2 separate regions of the Mus musculus genome follow, and region 1 is linked to region 2. A link is a contact called in public HiChIP or PLAC-seq data. All regions are on one chromosome and are shown on one strand. Each heading gives the region's core, a stretch centred on a gene start, on an enhancer-like site or on the middle of the called end of the contact. The rest is flanking DNA. Distances are from core to core; before and after follow the strand shown.

What was found. HiChIP or PLAC-seq counts read pairs in DNA pulled down with a chosen protein or histone mark.
Region 1: a CTCF HiChIP or PLAC-seq map of CD8 T cells shows a contact between it and region 2, with 6 read pairs. The contact joins two enhancer-like sites. A contact is called at or near these places in 2 of 15 datasets of contacts at CTCF or cohesin (CD8 T cells and the NIH/3T3 cell line), 11 of 484 Hi-C or Micro-C datasets (B cells, the NIH/3T3 cell line, embryonic retina and 6 more), 2 of 115 datasets of contacts at active chromatin or transcription factors (CD8 T cells and pancreatic cancer cells) and 3 of 9 other capture datasets (adipose tissue, liver and pancreatic islet).

The regions. Positions count from the first base shown.
Region 1 is chr12:21,477,762-21,483,476 of GRCm38.p6, forward strand. No RefSeq gene overlaps it. Among named protein-coding and RNA genes, the nearest start is that of Gm4419, 63 kb to the left of the region's middle. Within about 2 kb of position 2,695, at least 40 of the 459 cell types and tissues checked have an H3K27ac peak or open chromatin away from gene starts, as enhancers often do. A contact at or near this core is called in CD8 T cells and memory CD8 T cells, where this site is marked.
Region 2 is chr12:21,433,301-21,438,658 of GRCm38.p6, forward strand. No RefSeq gene overlaps it. Among named protein-coding and RNA genes, the nearest start is that of Gm4419, 18 kb to the left of the region's middle. Within about 2 kb of position 3,916, at least 35 of the 459 cell types and tissues checked have an H3K27ac peak or open chromatin away from gene starts, as enhancers often do. A contact at or near this core is called in CD8 T cells and memory CD8 T cells, where this site is marked.

The DNA of each region.
Region 1 (5,715 bases), core at 1,445-3,944, 43 kb after region 2:
CATCCATGGTCTGGTGGTCCTGGGTTCTATAAGAAAGCAGGCTGAGCAAGCCAGTCAGTATCATTGCTCCATGGCCTGTGCATCAGCTCCTGCCTCCAGATTCCAGTGATGGTCTATGGTGTGGAAATGTAAGCCAAATAAACCGTTTCCTCTCCAAGTTACTTTTGGTCACGGTGTTTCACCATAGCAATAGTAACCCTAAGTCAGGAGGCAGACACTAAGAGGATGAGTTAGAGGCCATCTTGGTCTACATAGTGAGTTCCAGGCCAGCCAATATTTTGAGACCTTCAAACAGTACAAACAAAACAAAGCAAAACAAAATAAAACAACGTAAATACAAAAAAGTGATCACATTTATTTATTGGTGTGTGCACATGTACATACCATGGCCTACATATGGAGGTCAGAGGAAACTTGCAGGCTTGGCTCCCTTCTCCTGCCATGTGCCTCTCTGATACCAAATATTCTATTTTGTTTTATGGTTCTTAGAAAATCCTTACTTTTTTTTTTTTTTTGAGACAGAGTTTCTCTATAGTCCTGACTGTCCTAGAACTCACTTTGTAGACCAGGCTGGCCTCGAACTCAGAAATCCACCTGCCTCTGCTTCCTGAGTGCTGGGATTAAGGCATGTGCCACCATGCCCGGCTAATTTTTTTTCATAATTACTTAATAAGTTTTTTTTAAGGGACCTGTTTGCTTAATGCTTAATATTGTCTTGGGTTCCTATGCATTCCTCCATACAAAAATAGGTATGTGGGGGGGGCATATATGTGTGCATTTGTGTGTTGTTGCTGTTGTTTTGAGATAGCGTTTCACTGTATATCCCTGGTTGTTCTGGAACTTGCTGTGTAGACCAGGCTGCCCTCAGACTCACAAAGATCTGCCTGCCTTTGACTCCTGAGTGCTGGGACTAAAGGCATGTGTCATGCCCAGATTAATTATGCATTTTTCATATGCAGAGCTAATTGCTACTTCTCTCCTTGCTTAGTTATGGTATCATTCTACCAAGAACTGCATCTCCTTAGGAGTCTTCTCAACCTTGTTCTGATTCATGTGTGAATCTTCCCAGTCCTTTCGGCTCTGCAGGTCCATTTCTGCATCAGCATACTTTTGGTTTCAGACAGTGGTCTTTGCGAATACAGCTCTAACTCACTCGTTCAGAAATTGTCAGAGATGAGGTCCTGATTTCTTAACTCCAAGGTCAGGACATTTTGTAATGCAGTCACTGCCTACTTCTGACCTTCATCCATCTTCCACCCCCACCCCTCCAACCCCTTTGTCCCAATCACTCACTCTAATTTCAAGGAGACACTATTATCCAATCCAGGGTACAGGGCAAGGATGGAAAATGCCACAGGTTTTGTATTCCTGACTTTTGGTAACTGTTTGGAAACACTTTCTAGAAGCTTCCTGTCTTAGTTAGGGCTTTACTCCTGTGAACAGACATTGTGACCAAGGCAACTCTTATGAGGGCAACATTTAATTGGGGCTGGCTTACAGGTTCAGAGGTTCAGTCCATTATCATCAAGGTGGGAGCATGGCAGTGTCCAAGCAGGCATGGTGCAGGTGGGGCTGAGAGTTCTACATCTTCATCTGAAAGCCAATAGGAGAAGACAGGATTCCAGGCAGCTAGGACAAGGGTTTTAAAGCCCACACCCACAGTAACACACCTACTCCAAGAAGGCCACACCCCCTCCAACAAGGCCACACCTCTTAATGGTGCCATGCCCCGGGACAAGCATATACAAACCATCACACTTCCCTAGCTCCCCAGCCATATCCTCCTCTGTGCTCTCTAGCACTCTGCCTGTTTCTCTCACAGCTCTGAAGATGTCTGCTCACAGCTTCAATAACCAGCCCAGGCTCCTTCATAGAAGGAGGGCATCCCATTCATTTGCACATCTTCTGTCCCTTTGGGATCCACCTGGCCAGGTCTAGCTTGTGTGTGATGTGCAGTCGTAACACCAGGTGGATCACTGAATGCCTGCTATGTGCCATCCACTCTCCTGTTGCAGACAAAGTATCCTCCGAGTCTCACTCTTCAGATCAGGAGTCTGAGGCTCAGGGGAGTGGCATATAGCCCACATTGCTCCCTAAGTATGCATCAGCTGATCCACAGGTGCTCTCTCTCCCTCTCCCTTCTCTCCCTCTCTCTCTCTCTCTCCCTCTCTCTCTCTCTCTCTCTCTGTGTGTGTGTGTGTGTGTGTGTGTGTGTGAGAGAGAGAGAGAGAGAGAGAGAAAGAGAGAGAGAGATGGGGACTATTGCTGCCCCACTCAGCTCTGTTCATGGATGCTGGATGCTAGGGAATGAAACACTAATCTTCATGCTTGTGCTACCAGTGCAGCATACTTTTGCACAGTTAGCTTTCTCCCCAGGTCAAGACCTGGATCTATTTAGTATTCATACTTGTTGATTTTAGAACTAAATTATTCACACCTTCAGTTGACACTGGGGCATAGTAAACATTTCCTAAAGGAGAGAATTAACACTCAGAAGCAGACACATGAAGGGCAGCCTCTGGGAGAGCACTTTGAGGGTTGGACTTCTGGTAGACCTCAGACTTTCTGGGAAACCTTGGTTGGTGTGTGCAGGCCAGTTTCCACTATGTTGTCAGGGAAACAAGGTACTCTGTCATAGCTGCTTACCACAGCAGCGTTGCCAACACTCACCACACCCAGCTTGCATGCCACTTTGGTTTTGTGTTGTGGGTTTGTTCTCCAGGGTATGAGGGACCGCCTCAGTGAGCTCATCTTTACAGGTCTCTGAGTGCCACCCATTGATGTGCCTTGGCACTGAGCTTTCACCACTGGCTCCAGGGGAGATCTAGAAGGTTGATGGTCCCCACCCAAGTGTTCTGGTTCTTGAGATCCCCATCCTACTGGATCCTGTCTCCCACTAGAGTCATAGATTCTTGTCATGGAGGGCAACCATCAAATGTGGAATAGAAAGTTGACTCAGAGATAGGAGTCAAGAACTCCCCCTCGGCTGGGCATGGTGGTGTATGTCTTTAATCCTAGCACTTGGGAGGCAGAGGCAGAGGCAGAGGCAGAGGCAGAGGCAGAGGCAGAGGCAGAGGCAGAGGCAGAGGCAGAGGCAGAGGCAGAGGCAGAGGCAGAGGCAGAGGCAGAGGCAGGTGGATTTGAGTTCCAGTTCAGACTGGTCTACAAAGTGAGTTCTAGGACAGACAAGGATATACAGAGAAACCCTGTCTCAAACAATACAAAATAAAATAAAACCAAAGAAATAAATTCTCCTTGACACTCCTTGGCTCAGCTCACCCCAACTTTTTGGGAAATATTAGAGGCTAGCAGTCAAGGCTAAGGCAGCAGAAGGTAACAGACATGAGAGCTCAGAGATTTGGGTCTGAACCCTGGCCCACTGTTAACCCCACTTTTCAAAATTAAGTTCTGCTTTCTTGATCATCAAACATTTACTTTGTGTCAGGCCCAGTGTGGGACTCTGGGATCACCCAGATAATAAACACTTCCTTATCTTGCCCAGATCATAGTTTGATGGAGATATTAAGCACATCCCCAGTATAAGAGCAGTGGTAACCCCTAGTAATGGAAGAGTCCCACTTAGCTCCTCAAACATATGACTGTCCCCCTCATGGGCCCACAGGTAGCAAAGACTTCTTAAGAAGTGCACACTGCAAATGGTATAGGTTGGCATGTAGCCTGCCTCTCACACTGCTTCAACAAATGAGGCTACTGCAAGCCCCTTGTCTACTATTTCCTCATCCATGAAATGGGCTGATAGAGGCTGTACACATAGGCTTGGTTTCATCTCACTGAGTTCCATGTACTTACCTGGAGAATATACAAACTTTCATAGAAGATTGGTCTTCCTTGATTATCCCATATTCACGTGTAGATCGAACCTTTAGTAGGATTAGTAAGTCTCCCACCTTCCAGGACATAGTGGAAGAGATGGCCAGGATCAAGGGGCATGGCTGCAGAATGAGAGCTGTCAACTGTGCAGCTACTGAAATTGCTTGTGTACACACTTTGCCACTGAGGGCTGTGTTCTGTGAGGACACATGCCATTGAAGGGTGGCTTTGGAAAATAGCCACAAGGACATTGCAACAGCTGTCCTTATTTGTGGCAGGAACTCTGACCTGGGAACTTCAGGCTTCAGACTGGTAGGTTTTTCCCTAGGGTCCTTTCTTCACCCTTGCCTGGAGCCTGAGCCTGTGACAGTGTGGGCTTCGAAGGGCACAACTCGAGACCTTGGGAAGCCACTACTATGGGTAGTTTCATAGCTTCAGCCACCAGCTCCTTGGAAATGCTCAAAGGCAGAACCCTGAGTTCCTCCCACATCTAGCTCTGGTAGGATTGGTTAAGAGCTCAAGATCCTTTCTGAGACCCAACATCTGCATTAGTCTGAAATCTCTTGGGCCTTTTCACCAAAGGGCCAAAGAGAGATTATGTGGTACCACTTGCTTGGTCAGCTGTGTGTGTGCTAAGGGTCCATTTTACAGATGGAGGAATCCAGGTTTCCAGAAGGCTAAGAGTCACAGGAATGTTTAGAGGTTCCTGACAGTTCTGACAGAATGGGAGGATGACCATGCCAGGATGTTCTAAGACAAAATAGAATATGAAATTATGTAAACAACATGGTACCTATAAAGAAACAACAGAGGACAAATTCCAGGAGTCTCTCTCTCTCTCTCTCTCTCTCTCTCTCTCTCTCTCTCTCTCTCTCTCTCTCTCTCTCTCTCTCTCTGTCTCTTCCTGTCTGTCTGTCTCTGTGTGTGTGTGTGTGTGTGTGTGTGTGTGTGTGATTTCGGGGGGGATACATGTGCACATGTGTGTAAGCCTCAGGTTAACATCGGTGTCTTCCTGGATGGTTCTCCACCTTCTATACCAAGGGTGTCTCACACTGAAGTTGGAGCTCACAATGACTGTGAATAGTCTGGCATGCCAGCTTACTCAAAAGACTCCCTGTCTTCATTTCCCACATTATGGGATTGCAGGCATGTCTCCATGACCATCTGGCTTTCATGTGGGATTTGAGGAGTGGTGCTCTGGTCCTCATGTTTATGTGGTAAGTGCCCTCCTCACTGAACCATCTCCCACTCTCTACCTCTCAAACCCCATCCCCAGCCCTCTTCTCTCCTTAAAAGGAAGCTAGTCCTAGCCAGTTTCCAGGGTTGCCCAATTCCAGAGTGATCTTGTCTTGACCAATTATGTAATCATTTGAACCCTGTCTTCCAAAAAAAGCCACATTCTGGCAAGGATGTGAATTTCAGGGAGACACTATTATCCAATCCAGGGTACAGGGCAAGGATGGAAAATGCCAAGGCTGTATTCTACATAATGCATGGAAGCTTCTTCAGCTCTCAGAGTCTTCTGATCCTCAAGAGAAAGTAGAAACAAGCTGAGCTAGAGCTCTGTAAGCATTCCTGGGGAGTCCTGCCCAGGAGGGTGATGCAGAGCCGTTTGAGTGCCTGCTATTTGCTGTGGTCATCTGCCAGGGCTTGGATGTGAGCTCATGTCTACTGTCAAAGCCCAAATACCTGCCCCCTTCCAGTCTCAGGCTCAGCCCTGCAGCACTGCTATTAGAAGGTACAAACGTGTAAGACTTTGTCTCTAAGGCACAAGGTCATATCCACACCAGTGTGTAACACACAGTCTCCACACACCTCACACATTGTATGTACACACACATATCACATACATATATCCTACAAGCCCACATCTTCCACAGAGCC
Region 2 (5,358 bases), core at 2,666-5,165:
ATTGTCTGACACAAAGCTCTAGAACTAGACAGTGTATGTGGGAAAATCCAAGCAGGAAAGAAATGACAAGCTACCGAGTTCTCTGATGGGAGTTTCATGAATGGAGGTTGTTTAAAGTACACTTGTGTTTGTTAGCAAGGAAGAATGCTTCTGAGTGGCATAGGCTTCTTTCAGCCCTGAGTCTTTGTTTAGCCAGACTTGAACTCTGCTCACTGGAGTCCTCACTGCCCTGTTGCTAGAAGGTTCTCTCATGAGCATCCATTCCAGCCCTCTGTTAGCTGTGTGGAAACACACCTGTTTCCATAAGGAAATTATAATTGAGGAGTAACATTCGAGTCCCCCGAATGTTCCCCTATTGTTCCAGATCCTTCCCTAGAACTCCAGATACTCTGCATCTGGATCCGTAGCATAATGGGATGGAGTAGAGGTGGAGGGTCCAGCTCTGCTCCTGTTGAGATCCTGACTCTTGGGTGGTTAAACATTTTGACTGACACTGTGCACATGTGCATGTATGTGCACACATATGTACAAGCTGCACTTGTGTATATACAGCTGTATATATGGAGGCCAGAAGAGGGTATTGTGTGTTTTGGGGGCATTCAACTTAGTAGGTAGATGACGGGGCCTGAACACCGGTCTTCATGGTTATATAACAAGTATTATTAACTACTGAGCCATCTCTCTAGCCTCTGAGTTGTTTTGTTGTGGATAAGACAGGGACTCAATATGTAGTAGCCCTTGCTGGCAGAGTACTTGCTATATAGACCATGAGAGTCTCAAACCCATAGTGACCTTCTTGTCTGTCCCTGCTTCTGACTCCCCTGTGCAGAGCTCAAAAGTGTGCAGCGCCATGCTTGCCTGTTTGTTATTGTTTGTTTGTTTGTTATCTGCTGTTTTTATTCTTAGATATGGCCTCTCTTGTAGCTTAGACAGACGTTGAACTCACTGTGTAGCCAAAGATGACCTTGAGTTCCTAATTGTCCTTGTTCCCGCCTCCCAAAGGCTGGGGATAACTACCACACCAGGCTTTGCAGTGGTGAGTTAAAGTGAGATGCTAATCCTTGGGAAGTGGCCGCAGGAACTTCACACAATGAAGCTCAAGATCCAGGCAGCTTCACCTGCATAGAGCTGGGAGCTTGTGGCAGACATTAGAGAGGAAAGGGGAGGAAGCGCTTGCCTGCTTGCCCCAGGTTTAAACCCTTTTCATAGCTTTTTCCTCTCCATGCAGGAGACTCAAAGGTCTTGTCCACATGTCTCTCTTTTCCTGCAGGGGGAAGGGAGTTGGGCTGGGATCCTCCTGTCCTCAGCCCCTCCCCTGCTCTCTCCCTCTCTGAGCTGTGCTTGTCTCCCTGTTTATAACATCCCTCCTTTATCATCACCACCAATTTATCTTTTAAACCCAAGGTCCCCTCTTTAAAACTCTTCCTTTACTTCGTCCTTTACAGGCTGCTCATGCCTGTAGTCCCAGCACTTGGTTACTGAGGCCCCAGAATCGCTATGAATCTAGGACCAATCTGGACTACAAAGTGACGTCGATGCCAGCCTGGACTGGTTAGAGAGCTGAAAAGACAAATAGGGAACCAGATAAATAGAGAACCAGAGAGCCCATAGCAGGTTAGTGGCACAGCAGAGGGTTGAACCCAAATCTACAATCTTCCCTGTACCAAGTCCTGCTCCAGTTCTTAAACTGTGTATGCAACACAAACCCATGGGAGAAGCCATCTTTTGGTCAATTAAAACTAAAGTGGGTCACAATACTCAGGACAAAGAATTCAAACTCTCTGGTGAAACTCAGAAAATCAGGGGTATCTGAGACATACCACACAGGTTTCTATTACACACAGGTAGAATTCTCAAAGCAAACAATTTGCCTGTAGAGCACTGACCTTTCCCTGAGGTCACTATCACGGAGTGAACTGTTTTAGGCCCCCTTCTGTTCTCTCTCAAAGTCACCCTTGGATGCCATTGATCCCATCAACCTTCTTGGCAGGCTGCAGCTGGTCTAGACTGCAGAGACAGCAATATTGGTAGGTTAAAGACTCTGCTCAGTGGGGGCTGGGGAGGTGACTCTGTCTGGCCATAAAGTGTTTCCATGTAAAAATAGCCAGTCAGGGCAGCACATATCTGTAACTGCAGTATTGTAGAGGCAGACAGGTGGATCCCAGAGGCTAGCTGGCCAGCTACTCTACTGAAACAAAGGGCTCTGTGTTCAATGAGAGACACTCTGTCACAAGAATAAGGTGGAAATAAAGATACCCAACATCAAAACATTGTCTGGCCGGGTAGTGGTGGTACATGCCTGTAATCCCAGCACTTGGGAGGCAGAGGCAGGCAGATTTCTGAGTTTGAGGCCAGCCTGGTCTACAGAGTGAGTTCCAGGACAGTCAGGGTTACACAGAGAAACCCTGTCTCAAAAAAAAAAAAAAATTGTCTGGTCTCCAAGTACAAACACACACATGCACGCACGCACACACACACACACACACACACACACACACACACACACACACACACACACACACGGCACCCTGGGCTTTCTTGCAAAGTTCTGGGCCCTGTGACTAGATGCAGTTTGCATGGTCAAAGTTTGTAAGGGCAGGGTAGCTGAAGCTTGGACAAATGATCTCCAGGTACCGCTTTGGTACCAACAGTGTGACTGCATCTTCTTGTTCCATTCCTTTTCCATCACCCCAGGGTACCATCTTTACAATCAGGAACTGGAAGTCTACAGGCAGCCTCTTACCTGCTGTGTGGAATGCTTGGAATGAGACCCAAACATGCATCCTAGTACCTGGTGTGTGTGGTTCCTAGGCCTTATCCAGGCTTGGGGATCAGACTGATAAGGCTCCCATCTCAACTCTGCCTGCTTCCCATTATATGACCTTCAGAAGGTCACTTGCCCTCTCTGAGCCTTTGGGTCTGTTTTTTTATTTGTTGTTTGTTTCTTAGACTATCGTGTAGTTCATGTTAACCTTGAACTTCCTCTTGGGTACAGTTTTTAGGTTACAAGCTGCTCTGTCTAGCTCTTGAACCTTTTAGAAAACATTGTAGATTTGTGTTGATTGCTATAGTACCACCTTTCCCCCTCAACTCCCACCCCAAGGAAACACACATGCTAGATTCCCAGAGTGCCCTGGAGGAGAGGTGTTGGCTATCCTTGCTGTTTTAGGGTTTCACTGCTGTGAACACACACCATGGCCAAGGCAAGTCTTATAAAGTACAATATTTAATAGTGTACTGGCTTACAGGTTCAGAGGTTCATTCCATTATCATCAAGGTGGGAGCATGGCAGTGTCCGGGCAGACATGGTGCAGGAGGAGCTGAGAGTTCTACATCTTCATCTGAAGGCTCCTAGCAGAGTACTGGCTTCCAGGCAGCTAGGATGAGGGTCTTTTTTTTTTTTAAGATATATTTATTTTTTATGTATATGAGTATACTGTAGCTGTCTTCAGACACACCAGAAGAAGGTATCAGAACCCATTACAGATGGTTGTGAGTCACCATGTGGTTGCTGGGAATTGAACTTAGGACCATTGGAAGAACAGACAGTGCTCTTAACCACTGAACCATCTCTCCAGCCCCAGGATAAGGGTGACAGTGACACACCTACTCCAACAAGGCCACACCTTCTAATAGTGCCACTCCCTGGGATGAACATACACAAACCAGCACACTTGCTGACCCTCCACACTCAAGGGAGACCAGCTGGGCAAACACTGCAGATGGTTGACTCTTGGTGGCATGTCCAGGACCCCATAACCATGTGGGATGGAGAATGGAGTTCAGTGAGCATGGGATTGAGCCAAGGGCAGCTGTAGTTCGTGACCCTGTCACGAACTTCACCCCATGGCCCTGGGTGAACTCAGCAGCCACTCCTTCCACACCTAAATGCCTCACCTGGAAAACAGACTCGCCTCCCGGGGCTTCTGCCAAGAGAAAATGAGCTAACACCTTTGAGGTGTCTATTGTCCTGGAGCTTGGCAAACATGGGGTAAATATTAGTGATGGCTTGGCAGGGCCCAGGAGAGCTTTGTGCTCTCACATCCTCCCCAGGTCTGAACAGCAAGAAAAGGCTTGCTGCCTATCCTCTTACTTTCTGTCTCCCTAACAGCAGGTACCTGCTTTTCCAAATACTCAAGTGTTCTGGGCTTGCAGAATGGTCCAAGGATCCGGGCCAGGGATCCCTCTGCTGTATTTTGAGTTAAAGTTACTTTGGGAATTGTGACTATTGATGAGGGTGGTTTGAAGCAGCAGGAAGGGTGACAATCACTGCTTGCTTTAGATCGTGCCCTTAATGGAGGATGGATGGCTGCCAGCTAGATCTCAGAGGCTCTGAGCAGGAAGTGGGATTAGAGCACATTTGAATCTCTGGTTTTCACACTTTTTGATGAAGTGAAGAGTCATCTCTCCATCTGAAGGTTTACCAGGAAGATGCCTCAGCAGAACTGAGCTGACTGAGAAAGGCCTTGGCTGCCCATCCTCTGCGCCTTAACAATCTCAGAGACCTGTAGCAACACCTACCAGAAATCTGCATCCCATCCCCAAAGCAGCAGTTGGAGGCAGACTCTGAACAATTTTGTTTGCTTTTTTTTTTTTTTTTTGAGACAGGGTTTCCCTGTGTAGCACTGGAACTCACTCTGTAGACAAGGCTGGCCTTGAACTCAGAGATCTGCCTGCCTCTGCCTTCCAAGTGCTGGGATTAAAGGCGTGCGCCACCACGCCCGGCTCTTCTTTTATTTTTCATTATGAATTTATGTCTTAGCTTTCTGTTTGCCTTTTAAGACACACAAACACACACAAATATACAGTCAGGAAGATTGGCAGACAGGACATATACATAAGCATCTTCCTCTGAAAGCAGCTCCCTCCCGGCCAGCTGCTCACCTGACTACATCCCAGGAGGACAGCCCTTCCCGAGTCTCTGAGCTAGCCTTTCTTCACCCCCTGGCATACCAATGAGGGTCCTGAATGCTGAAATCAAATAGGAACCCAGTGAAGAGAAGCAAGCCAGAAGAGATTTAGAACCATGCAGGAGCCAGCAGTGGCTCCAATAGTTCCCCCTCTGGGAGTGTGTAAGGCTTGAGGACATGGTGTAGTGCCTCAGAATTCCACAGCTGAGCCTCTTGATTCAGGGATGAGTGAAGTTGAGAGAACTCAAGAGACCCCAGCTGAGCTACAGAAACAGCTCTTCCCCAGTTGCCGGATGTGGCAGATGCAGTCCTACAAAGATGAGACTCAGCTCCACCCTCCACAGCCTCTTATACAGCCATAAGAATGAGGCTGGGAGCTGGGCAGTGGTGGTGCATGCCTTTAATCCCAGCACTTCGGAGGCAGAGGCGGGTGGATTTCTGAGTTCAA